Linked DNA regions of Larimichthys crocea: region 1 is linked to region 2. Evidence: chromatin contacts called from public Hi-C data. All regions are on one chromosome and are shown on one strand. Each heading gives the region's core, a stretch centred on a gene start, on an enhancer-like site or on the middle of the called end of the contact. The rest is flanking DNA. Distances are from core to core; before and after follow the strand shown. Region 1 holds the start of si:dkeyp-97b10.3 (NACHT, LRR and PYD domains-containing protein 1). Region 2 holds the start of sptssb (serine palmitoyltransferase, small subunit B).

What was found. Hi-C and Micro-C count contacts between places; a contact is called where the count stands out from the background.
Region 1: a Hi-C map of muscle shows a contact between it and region 2, with 2.4 times the contacts expected there. The contact joins the promoter of si:dkeyp-97b10.3 here to the promoter of sptssb in region 2. A contact is called at or near these places in 2 of 7 Hi-C or Micro-C datasets (both in muscle).

Annotation. Positions count from the first base shown.
Region 1 is chrVII:18,106,172-18,112,348 of L_crocea_2.0, forward strand. It overlaps si:dkeyp-97b10.3 (NACHT, LRR and PYD domains-containing protein 1), which reads left to right and starts at 2,693. Exons shown (of 17, transcript XM_010738195.3): 1 at 2,693-3,167; 2 at 5,512-5,543. The coding sequence starts at 3,118.
Region 2 is chrVII:17,956,880-17,963,441 of L_crocea_2.0, forward strand. sptssb (serine palmitoyltransferase, small subunit B) reads right to left here and starts at 5,106. Exons shown (of 3, transcript XM_019279396.2): 1 at 4,822-5,106; 2 at 4,607-4,702; 3 at 793-3,333. The coding sequence starts at 3,325. The coding sequence ends at 3,083.

The DNA of each region.
Region 1 (6,177 bases), core at 1,443-3,942, 150 kb after region 2:
CGTTGTATGGGGCTGAATGAGGCTGCCTCTGAAATCTCTTATGGCCCGACGATCTCCAGAGCCTCTCTCCCATTTTCTCCATGCAGAAGTGTTCACCTCTCTCCAGCTTCTTTATGCTGGGCTGCAGCAGGCACCACTCTTTTGTTAGTATTGATCTTTCCAGTGATAACTCAGCCCTGATGGCGAAATGGCCCATTGAAATTGAAAGGATGTGGCGTTCCTCATCTCCAGAGTAAGAGGACACCTTTTGTGCATCTGCGTACGTGAACGCACGTATGTTATAAAGTCAACAGAGGTATGAGTTTTCCTCCTGCTTGACTGAGTGTCCTTATATGTGAGTGACTGTGTTTTTCTGTGTGTTATTTTGAGTGTGTGTGTGTGTGTGTGTGTGTGTGTATGATGGATAATGAGTCTGCACAATGAGGGCTCATATTAACCCTCTAGGGTGTGTGACATCATCTTTCAAAACAGGTTGGTCGATCTGTAAAAAAAAAAAGCCCTGTCATAACACACATACACAATGAAAGACTGTTTAAACTGAGCCACAGCGGGGGGAAAGACTATGTCAGTTGTTTCTTTTGATAAAGTTCTTTCCCAATACCTATATCTGATTCAGCATTTTATGATTACAACATGATGGAAAAATATATAATTTCCAGGGGTTTTTGGATAAAGTCCAAATCGAGTCTTTGATATTTGACTCGCAAGTCAAAAAGCAAGTTTTTCCAGTCTGCTGTAATGCTTAGTATGCTAAATATGATAGCACAATAGCTATTAGATAGAAATCAGTGCAATAAATGCCCATCAGATTAAATATTGCGCAAGCATTCATGATCCCCAAATGATGAATCCTGATGACTCTGTTGATCTCTTGACTTTTCTTCTAGCTCCACCAACAGGTCAGAGGTGTCACTTATTCAGAGAAGTATATCAACATCATCTTCAAAATTAGCATAACATTCACAGTCACAGTCATTCATGATCCCCAGAGGATGAATACTTCTGACTCTGGGGATCCTCTGACTTTGTTTTCTAGCTTCAGCAACAGGTCAAAGTTGTCACTGATCCAGTGAAATATGTCAACATCTACTTAGGATCAATATAAATTTTGGCACAGTTCATTCATGATCCCTAGAGGATGAATCCAAATGACTCTGTTTATCCCCTGTCTTTCTTTCTACAGGTCAACAGGTCAAAGTTGTCACTTATCCAGGGAAGTCTGTCAACATCTACTTGAAGCATTAGTGTAAAAATCGGCACCGACATTCATGATGCCCAGAGGATGAACACTTCTGACTTTGATCCCTCAGAATGAATTGTAATAACTCTGGTGATTCCTAATTTAGCTCAAAGCTTTACTGTGTCTTAGTTCAGCCTCACAGAGTTGCGAGCGTGGCTACAGCCGTAGTCTTGGATTGATTTGATGTCAAGTCTGCTCAGCTTTTTGTCTCATGTCAAATCTTCAGGCAGTCAGGCCCAAATCGAATCCAAGTTTCAAGTCTCCAGCTCTGATAATTTCATACTTTAAGTGACCTGAACGACTCCTTCTTTTATTCCATGAGCTAATCTTTTCTCTCACTCCTTCTCATCCTCTCCTCTTGACCTTCCATGTCATCTCCTTTTTCCCTCTCCACTTCTCTCACTTTATCTCCTCTAATTTCCAGAGGTATTGGGGTGGTATCGTCTAGCCACTGAGTCTGATGTTGTGCTGTCTCCTCCTGCACTGAGGAGCTGATCTCTCCCTTTAGACTCTGAGACTTGGATAATGTCCCTGTTAGTCTGCGGCATCTGTCTGTCTTTGTGTGTGTGTGTGTGTGTGTGTGTGTGTGTCTCTCTCTCTCTCTCCTCCCTGCTGCAAACTACATATCCATCCGTTGGAGTGAAAGTTGGACTGATGGATGGAGAGAGTAGGAAAGGAAAAGATCAATGAGTGGAAGATCAATAGGAAAGCCTTTGATCCTGCACTCACTCCACTCACTGGACACCTGAGAGACTCACAGAGAGATCTCCATACCTTTCTTGCTCTCTCTCTTGCACCGAGCAGATTTCCATTTGAACTCCATGTTGACACACGCGTCAAACGCATGAGTCTAATTTGAATGTGTCTTCTGGTGCGTGGATATTTTGTGGAGGCATGGCGGCGCTGCTGATGTGTTGCACTGGTTTTGTTGTCTGATGGGACATCTGGTGGTGTCTGGTTGGTAATGCAGCAGCATTTGATGTGCATGTTTTCCCGCTCAAAATGACCTAGTTGTACTGTGTGGTGTGTGCTGGCTGTTTCTTTTATGTGTGGGAGAAAATGTGCAACTAACAAATATGTCTCAGATGAATCCATCTTATTTCAGCGTGCTTTACTTGTCTTATTATCTCTGCATTTAACTGGACTGGTTGCTTTTAGGATAAACTATAAAAGTTGAGGATGCATGTGTTTAAAATGTGCATTGGTTTCACTTTCTATTGTTATTGCGCAAACAACAGGAGCGCAAACATGCAGCTGATTTAAGCGCACAATGTGTAGCAAATATCCCCTGATCCACTTCAACCTCTCACTGCATTGTTTGTTAATAAGTAAGTGGTAAATGTCCGGCTGTAAATCATGTGCATGACTTTATGAAAGCCCATGCTGAAGGCGGGATGCTGCATCCCCGCCCACATTGTTGGTGTGCGTCCTCGCTGCTGCACCGTAACTGCGCAGCAGCAGCAGCGCTGATCCTGAAAGCGTCTCTTTGTTTTGCGTGAACGGGGCGTAATTCAACAACATGATGTGAAGATCTTCACGTGGGGGCCTATTAACCGCACACAAGCACAGTATTTATGAGAGGAAACAAAACATCCACATCCCCGCTGCAGAGCGAAGTGTTTTGGGGATTTATTTTGGAAACTATCAGCGCCCTATTTCTTTTGTTTTTTTATCTAAATCCAGATGTTTTGGAGGGATGCTGCACAAATACACACGCGATGTGTGCGAAGTAGTTAAGCCACGAGGGCTCCGATTGCAATCACCGCCCAGCGCTTTAACGAGACATCGATAGCCGATGATAGGATCGTATTCAGGTGCTTTTACGCGCAGGTGCTGCACAACAGAAAGTGTAACGGGGGTTTGGTTACAGAGAGAGGATGGTGGCGAAGATGGCGAGCTGTGGAGCGGCTTCTCAGCTGGAGGACGGGTAAGACTTTTGTTGTTACCACGAGGGAAAGAGACAAACCATAACCTCTGGATTTAGTTTTTTTGGATATGGTGATGTCTGTTGCGCCAAAATCGCTCCGCGTCAAGACAGGAAGTGGTTTCTTTTGTTACTCACGGTTTTTGGATTTGCGTTTGTGCATGTGAAAAATGAAGAAAAGACACATCTGCTACTCTTGCTTCCTGTTTATCAACACGTATAGATAAACTTAGGTGCAAAAAGGAAGTAAGAAGAGAGAGAGGTGATCTCTTTGTTGTGCCTGCGCCTCACGCTGCTGTGTTGTTGCATCGTGATGAGTCACTGAATAACATCATCGTAACATGTTTGTAGCCGTGATCACATAAAGCGATTTTTTTTAATACTACAGAAGAGGAAAAACCACAGACAAGCTTTTAATAGTGACTTCCTGTTTACAGTGTTTCATTATAATGTGAAACACACGTGCCAGCTGTTTTGAACCCATTTAAAGTAGTTTTTAATTTAACAGTCCTCATTTTTAATATTCATCATAACCTGTATTGTTAACCACAGACAAGTGAAGGTGATACTGATGAGTCATAAGCTCATTGTCCTATGTAAATACTACCTGTGGTTGCCTGGGTATCATTCACCTGGTAATGAGGGCTGGAAAAGTCCCTGAATAAACACCACCACAAATGTTTTTTTTATAAACATTATATAACATGCGTGTTCATTGAAGTTACATTTTAATGTCTATTAGTAGTTTAATTTATAGGAAACTTTATATCAGAAGCAGTAGCTGCTCAACATTCACTTTTTTTTTATGTTTATGACCCTTATGACCCATATAAACATCAAAGTGAAAGCAGAGAGGTGTAATATTAATGGATGAAGAGAGTAAAGGGCAACAGGTTTTTTGTTTACTTGTGAATTAGTTGCAGGCCGACTGACAGTTGTTTATCTCCAAACAGACGTCCTCTTTTCATTGTATTTTTTGTAGGCTGTTATCTCTAAGCCAGACACAGACCAACACCCTCATAGAGGATTTTGTTATCATTTTATAGAAACAAGCGAGAGCAAAGGAAGTCTGAGAACTCGTGCAGGGAGTTTTTTTATTTAATTTATTGTAACCTTTTTCTCAAAGGAATAGATGACTGCCATGGTAACTAATGAGCCTCAGTGCTGTTGTGGTGTGAGTATCTCGCAGAAGCTGCCAACTTGTTGACCTTGAAGAGACGAAAACTGTGTTTCCTGTACAGATGTTGGAGTACAAAGGAAACCACAGTGCCTTATCAGGATGAACAGGCAGCAAAATAAAAGACCACGATTTGGTCAGGCTTAATAATCCAAATTTCCTCATGCATCTTTTTGCTTTTGTGTTGTGCATTTTTTTTTTATGACAAGTTGCAGGGCAGGACATGCTATGACCTACTTTTCCATGCCTGCTGATGGTGAACTTGCTTTTGTTCCCCCTTGATGGATCTCAGGCGTGTTGCCTCTTGTTAAAGCTCACACAGCGTCAACAGGTTGCTCCAGTCAGGCGCAACATCTGAGCTGTAACACTTGGGAGTCATTGTTTGTCTGATATACTACATTCCCCGATTGTCAAGCACATATGAAAAGTTTTAAAGAGCCGAAAAGTCAGGAAGAACTGGTTTTGATGTCTGCCGTGCAGGGCTGGGCGTGATGGTTGAATTAATCAACAAGAATATTACCCTACGTGTGCTATGATTATCAATGCAGTTATGTGTTACATGCTTTGATGTGTGTAAAACAAAACTTTCAGTTACTCATTTTGTTAGTTTTTATTCACTGTGTGCTTGAAATCACTAACTTAGACAGCAGTGGTTTGTAAAATGATACACCAGATTATTATATCATCACAATATGGTACCACTGAAAGTAAATAAATGATTAAATTGAATTTGATTTGTTCAGCCTGTCTGAACTTTAGTTATGAAAGCAGAAATAAATTTAAATCTGACTCAGTCAGGATCTTTCCATGGCTGCTTTCCTGTAACATCGGCACTGCCCTGAAAGTGGGTCAGACCTGGGTGGGAGAGTATGGGTGTGAGGGTGAACCTATCATTTGACAGGATGGGTTGGTGTCAGTAGTGTGAAAAAGTGAGATGGCGGCTTAGCTTGTACACATTTCCTGTTTTTCACTTGACTATGTGTGTTCCTGTTCAAAAGCAGAAGTGGAGAATATGCATAAGAGTGTGCACAATTTCAAGAACTATCACTTGCAGTCTCTAAGTTCTTCTATGATTGCCATCGTATATCCAAGACGTCCCACACGTGATTCCCGGTAATTTCTGTGTAGTGTTAGTGGAGTTGTCTGAGTGTTATCTCTTCTGCTTTACAGAGACGGAGATATCCCTGCGCCTGAAAACAAAGGTAAACATCAACCTGTTTTCATTCCTTTCCTCCCCCTCACTGCCGGCTTTCTGCCTTCACTTTCTCACAGAGCACATGTTGCACTACATCTAAATCAAATCAAATCAATTTTATTTGTATAGCCCAAAGTCACAAGTCTGTCTGTGTTCTTTTTTGATACAGTGATCGTGTTATCAGCACGTTTAAAAATCATGTATCTACTTTTGTTTTCCTTTCTTTGCTGAGGCATCCTCACCTTTCTCTCTCCTCACTGTTTGGCATCTCTGATTTTCATATCATTTTCCTTGTTGCGCAGCACAGTCAAATGATCGCTTGTTTCCCTACATTTGCATTTGCTGATTTTATTATAACATCTATATTCCAATATAATATCTAATATATTAAGTGGATGTTAGATTACTCTAGATTATCTAATAGTTGCCTTGTTCCTTGTTTCGTTACCTGAGTTTTACTTCTTCAGGCCTCAATTTAATTATTCAAATTAAATATGATATGCGAATAGTACATACACGTATGCAACTTTGATTTTAGCACACTGTGTGAAAGTCATTGGGATAATTCTTGTGTTATATATGTAACATGACACAAGAGATTGCTGTAGTGTGCTAAAAGGTATGTCTGTGTGTCTTCATGC
Region 2 (6,562 bases), core at 3,856-6,355:
TAGGATACCATCAGAAAACACAGTGTCTAGCTTTTTTTTACGTGAATAGAGTGAAATTAGAAATTAGAAATTAAAAGAAATTAGAAGGAAAGGAAAGAAGGAAAGGCGAAGGAATGGGGTAAAGGAGATAAGAGAGCAGAGGAGAAGAGAGGAAAGGAGTTTAGGGAAAGGAAAGAGAAGAGAGAAAATGGGTTAAAGGCAAGGAGAGAAATAGAGATGAGAGGAGGATAGAGTGGTTTATTTAAGGGGAAGAAAACTTATTCCTGGGGGAAAAATCTCCTAGTTCCTCTCTTCTTCATGAGGAGAGACTGATAGGAGGGCAGAGGTGAGAAAATGCAAAAAGAAGAAAGGAGAGAAAATCAAAGGGAGATGAGAAAAGAAAGGAAGAGAGAAGAGAAATAAAAAAAAGGAAAGAGGTGAAAGCACCACAGTAGTGTTTTTGGATGAACTAGGATGTGCAGGTTGAGAAATCAGGATGTTGCAGCTATTGTGCCCCTGGAAAAAAAATAATAATAAGAAGGAGGTGTCACAGGTTACAAGGTATAAACAACTAGTAGTAATGTGTTAAACTGATAACCAAAACAATTCCCTGCTCTGTCATCCACCATTCATGTTGATAATATTTCAGGAAATTTGTGTGTGCATTGCAAATTTTATTTGCACACCATTCATTTTAGTCTATTTTACCAAATGTAAAACTTATCACCCATTACATCGATTTAAACTGTGTCCAGCAAAGAGTGACTTCAGGTAAACAGAGCTTTGTTGTCATAGACGGGTCGCCTAGTGTCTGCAGTAGGGAAAGTAAAGCTGCTGGGTATTCATTCCTGCACTGTCTTGGCAGAACTGGTTTGGTGGCTCTGCCTCTTATTGTGCGATTTCACTTTATGTGGTACAGTCAATTGTGTTGCTTACGTACGAGCCTTTGTTTTGCTTGTTCTTCCATTTCAAAGTAACTCCTCTGCACGACTGAAGGCATAACAGACTCAATATCCTGCATGAACACAGACATTCATATCAAAAAGCAAATAAGGAGGAGAACGGTTGTCCACGTATCTTCAAGTGTCTTTATTTTCTGAATATTGCAGTGATGTGTATCATGTATTATGTATAAATATAACGTCCATTCATTCTCTTCATTCTGGGTACAGTGAATGTTTGGAACTAATATATAGTAGTAATATAAAAGCACTATTAGGTGGAAAAACAAAGCAAAGAACAAATTATGTGTTATTTATGGCCACAAGAGAACACAGATATAAATAATCAAAGAGTATGGTAATTGACATTGTAACCAGCCAAGCATTTACCAGTGTATATAAATATATAACTCCATATAAATATACTTAACTTATAGATCATGATTAGACTGTAATCAGCAAGCCCTTGACCCAAAGCATAAATAAGCAAAGATGATCACACAACTAAATGCAATGCTCATCACAACTACCAGATACACCACGACTCATGACTCATCCTCTCGCCACTTCATTCTCTACAGATCAACTACAGGTGAGGAAAGACAGAGGTCTTCAATCGGCCCGTCAAGTTTTTACTTTTCATTCAGGCCAATTTACCTGCAGTGCCAGTAGACAGTTAACAGCTTAACTGCAGAATATGTCATCAACAAAGCCAAGCCTAAAGCGCAAAGGTGTGTTGTATCAATATTTGCTCATGCTCAGTGCTGAGCAAACCTTCCCGACATACCTAACAATTAAAAAACGGTAGATAAAGAGAGGGCTTGGCACACGTCAATGCCATGATCTCGTTTTATTACTCATTTTGATGAGGAAACCGAGAAATGTGGGCCTAGGACAAACTTTCTTGAACTTTGTGACAGACCCCTGATCAATGACGTTTTAATATTGATTGCATAGCTTTGCTTTTCTTTTCTAACAACTCTCTCTCTCTCTTTGAAGATTGGCTATACAGTGACTTGAATTGTACAGCGTTCCCTGCCAGTGAGCATTAGAGTACATAAAGGCAACTTTATAAAAATTAAAAAAAGGCAATGGTGACTCTGATACAAAACCATAGATAAACCAGCAACATTAAGTGCATGTCAAAATTGCTGGAATGAATACTAACTCCCCTTCACGATTCACAATCAGTGATAAACACAGACACACACACAGTCGTATAATGTCTTCTGCAACGATGAATGGAGCTTTTTCTAAGGCTGTATCTGAAATCACTTCCTCATTCACCTTACTTACTACTCTATAAATATTTTTAAAACGTCATAGTTTACTCTTGACGTTACATTTATGCATGCCATGCACACTTAATGCAACTTTTGAGGGTACTATGCAGTGCATAAAATCTGATTTCAGACATATAGGGGAGGTTAAATATAGTGCACTATATAGTAAACAGTGATTTCTGGCACAGTCAAAGTCATCAGTGCAATTTCAGTTTGGGTTTGAAGACTGCAAATTTTCAGCAGGCTGAACATGCTTAGGGTTTTGAGGATAACCATTCAGGGAGCGTCTGCCAGAAGACCCTATTGAGTTCTATTATGTGAAATTCACTATGCATGATTAAAAGTCTGGATATCTCATCCTCTGCTGGTTTAATTATGACCACTCTCTTTTTAATTTGTCCTCCAATTTCCCAGAAGTGACAAACTAGATCGCTGGACTGCCCCTTTAAAGACTGTCACAAAAAAAAAAAAGAGTCTAGGAGCATTTGTTGTGAGACGAGCATGCAAATATACAACCCACATATGACCCTATCATGCAAAACCCAGAGGTGGTATGCATTCACACAGGACATGTGGTGGGATAAAACAAACAGGACAAACAACATTTCACAAGACGTTTCACAGCGAGGGTGTGAAAGCATTGTACAGTCGTGAGTCTAATACCATGGGGTAAGGCCAGAGGGTTTAGGATGTAAAGAAGATATTAAGGCTAAGATCTTCATGTTTTCAGTCTGGATTAGCTGAGGTGACTGACAAGGGTGAACATTGTGTAAAGAGGTATTTCAGGAGCTGAGGAGAAGTTGAGTTATAGGAAATGATTTGGGGACTTATGCTAATCCACCCAGTCGCTGCTTCTTCCCCCCATATTCTCTCCTTCTTTTAGTTCATGAGTGCCATGGTGCTCTCGGGCTGGCCGCCAAAGATCCCAGAGAAAAACTCCAGTGCGAGGCGCACATGGATGGGCACAAAGACATATGAGGTGTAGATCACCATGGCGATGGCGGAGAAGAGGATGGAGTTGAAGATGGACTTTTCCCAGGGCTCCAGGACATAGATGCCGGTGATGAGGAGGTACTGGTAGTACAGCCAGGCCAGGTAATCCGTAAAGCTCTTGAAGCTCATCTTGCAAGCTGGACGGAAGGGAAATGGAGGTGGAGTGTTGTGAGATTCAGGTCGTGAGACAGAGATAGTGTGAATGACGGATGCGGAGAGGATACAGACACAGGCACAGAGGAGGCGGTGAGGGAGGAGGACAGAGGATTGGAAGAGAGGGATTACGTCAAATTAAGAGAGGAAAAACTACACACTTATGAGCACACAGAGGACACAGAGGAAGTACTTCAAGGAAAAAAATACTACACTACAAGTCCTGCATTCAAAATGTTGAAGTATTAACAGCATGTACTCACAGTAGTAAAAAATGTATGCCTGTCAGTATTTATTTTATGAATGAATTGCAGATGCATTATTGTGTAAGCAGGACTTGATTAAAGTCTACAATCTTTGTAGTACTTTATTTATACATTGGGCAGCAGAGATGAAGAATAAAGTAGTATTAAATGGTAATACTCAAGTAAAGTACAAGGACTTAATTCAGTACTTGAGTAAATATACTTTCAAAGACAGTTTCCATCTAAAATACAGCCTGTATCTCAGTAGATAAGTACATCTATCGCTCTCTTAAGTCATAATAACATAACATTACAATCTTCCGCTATGGAAAATAACTCGTAGAGTCTTTGAGACTGTGTGTTTATTAATTAGGATGTGTGAATGGGAATAAAAAAGCTCCTCTAGCCTCTCCAAACCCACAGCGGGGCAATCAAGCAGGCCTCATGGGAGCTCTGGGTCTTATAGGATTCATTTGTGTGGGTAGAGAAACACCAATAAAATGAAAGCCAGGGTTCCCACATGGACGTGACACAGCTCGCAGACGTTAACAGATCGTGCTGCACAGGTAGGGGGCGGGGACAAACAGGTGCGCTTACAAGTGCAGGTGCACACACCTGGTTTACTAGAAGATAAAAATAAAAGAGGGGGGCGATGATGAAAACGATGATGTTTTCAATACAGCTACAGGACCACATTAACCAAATGAACTTCCTTTATATATAAAGCAGGGCTGAAGTTACTCACAGCAAAGCGCATTTATGGAGCATAAAAAGATCTTTTTAAAATATCTTTAACATGTTTGGCACTGAAAACTGCAAAATAACTTCAGCAACAGTTAAACTATCTGCCAAGTTGGTGCATGATTAATGATCTGCACATAGAATGCAATACATGTAATCACCAAAAAAATCTCAATTAACTAAGGAATTTAGTTTTTTTTTTTTTATAAGACAGATTAATAGAGGGGATATATCGGCGCTGTATTGTGTACAACTGAAACCAATGACTCACCTGAGCAGCCGACGTGCTGATCTCCTGGATATCTACTAATGAGAGATAATTACAGGACGAGCTACAGACACCAGCCCGCGTCCCGCTGCTGCTCCGCTGCTTTGTGTAAACGAAAAAAGCTGCCTCAGTGTTATGCCACTGGCCTATATGTAGTGGGTCATACAGTGTATGAGAAGACACCACACCCACTACTCGTGCTTACACTAGCGACTCACCTGGCACACAGTTCATGCAGGTGGAGTAACCGATGAACGCATACATGTGTGTGTATGTATGTATGTATATGTGTGTGTGTGTGTGTGTGTTTACGCAGCCCAAAGAAAACAGTCCTGTCATGGGAGGTGAGAGGAAGAGTGACGTCTTGTTTGCAGCTCTATTTTAGCTACGTAAAGTCCACTGCCTTGTGCAGCATCTTTCAACTTTCTCCAGTCCGTGTCGCATCCTTCTGCGCATCCGTCCCACCATGCTGCAGCCAGACGCTGCGCCGCAGTACCACCTCTGACGTAAGCAACGGCAGCAGGAGGAGGAGGAGGAGGATGGAAAAAACAAGCCGAGACAGCACAGACAGTGCACTGGTATGCACAGATACCGCAGCCTAGTGATGCTGTACTTAATAATAGTTGTTATATGGAAATATTAAATCATGCACTGTCAGCCTTTGATTCACTTGTCTGAGTGCCTTTGCCATAAGCAAACACTGCATTTATATTGCATGCGCTACAATATTCTCCAAGAAATTTGGAGATGAATGAACAAAACAGAACTTGTCATATCTCTGCTCTTTTAGGTGTTCCGGTATTTCGGTGGCAGATGTATGATTATATATTATAAAGATGAAACATAAGCATTACGCGCTAACACGCACAGTATGTGGCTCTGTTCCTATTGGAAAGGCACCAAATACCCACAGTGCGCAGAGATAAAAGTATATATTCACATAAGTACTGAGGTTTCCTCCCCTCCTCTGCCTGCGTTTCCGGATTAAACGTGCGTAAACAAAGAAAAGAAAACGCACAGCACTGGAAAATATATCATATAATCTGAGAAGTTGGCCTTTTGTTTTGGGGCAATCAGACATACAGTTAGGAAATCTTATCTCTTATCTGCCCGAGGGTTGCTGACCTCCTCAATTCTTGCACTTGACAACACTGTGCATTATTGATGTGTAAACACGGGCAGTGCCGCCGTGGCGCACAGTTTACGCATGGAAAGTGCGATTTTTTTGTTGTTGACAAAAGCCTCACAAGGGAAAGGACTGGTTTAAAATGTCAAACAGTGCATGAACAAAATTTCCCCTTAACGTTGATTAAACACTCTTTGAGGTACTTCAACTGCTTTTTGTTGACATGAGCTGTCCTGACCGGCTCAACCACAAGTATCTGGGAAAGTAATATTCAAATCGGATAACAAACATCCAACACTAAACATCCTTCAGGTGTTGTTGCTCTAATAACGTTTAATCTGTCGTCTTATACTTTGAAAGTGAGACTGTAATACTAGAAATTGGGTAAATGGGGCTGCAGAGACAAAGCTCAGTTTGGGCACATGCAAAGTTGGTGAGAAAATCAGGTCAACAGGAGGGTGATCAGAAAAAAAAAGAACCCCTGCTCCACACTGTTGTTGCTCCCACCACCCCCACTTCCACACACACACACACCCAGAAGGGATTCAGCTCATTCGTTTTCCCAAGTAGATCTGATTACCGTTAACAACCTGCTCAGGTTGGTGAAAAACAAGACCTGGCTTCCTCCTCCCCCCTGCATGTGAGTCATGTCACACAGACTAATACGGCTTGTGACACACACATTCCTCTGGTGTCTTAGATTACATAAAGCTTTATACAATAGGTCTGCATAACCATGCAACAAATCTGGTGACAAAAGATAAACTCTTCAACGAACTTGTTAAGTGTTCAGTTCAATTATGGTTTGGATTTCACCCTGAGGAGAAGAAATG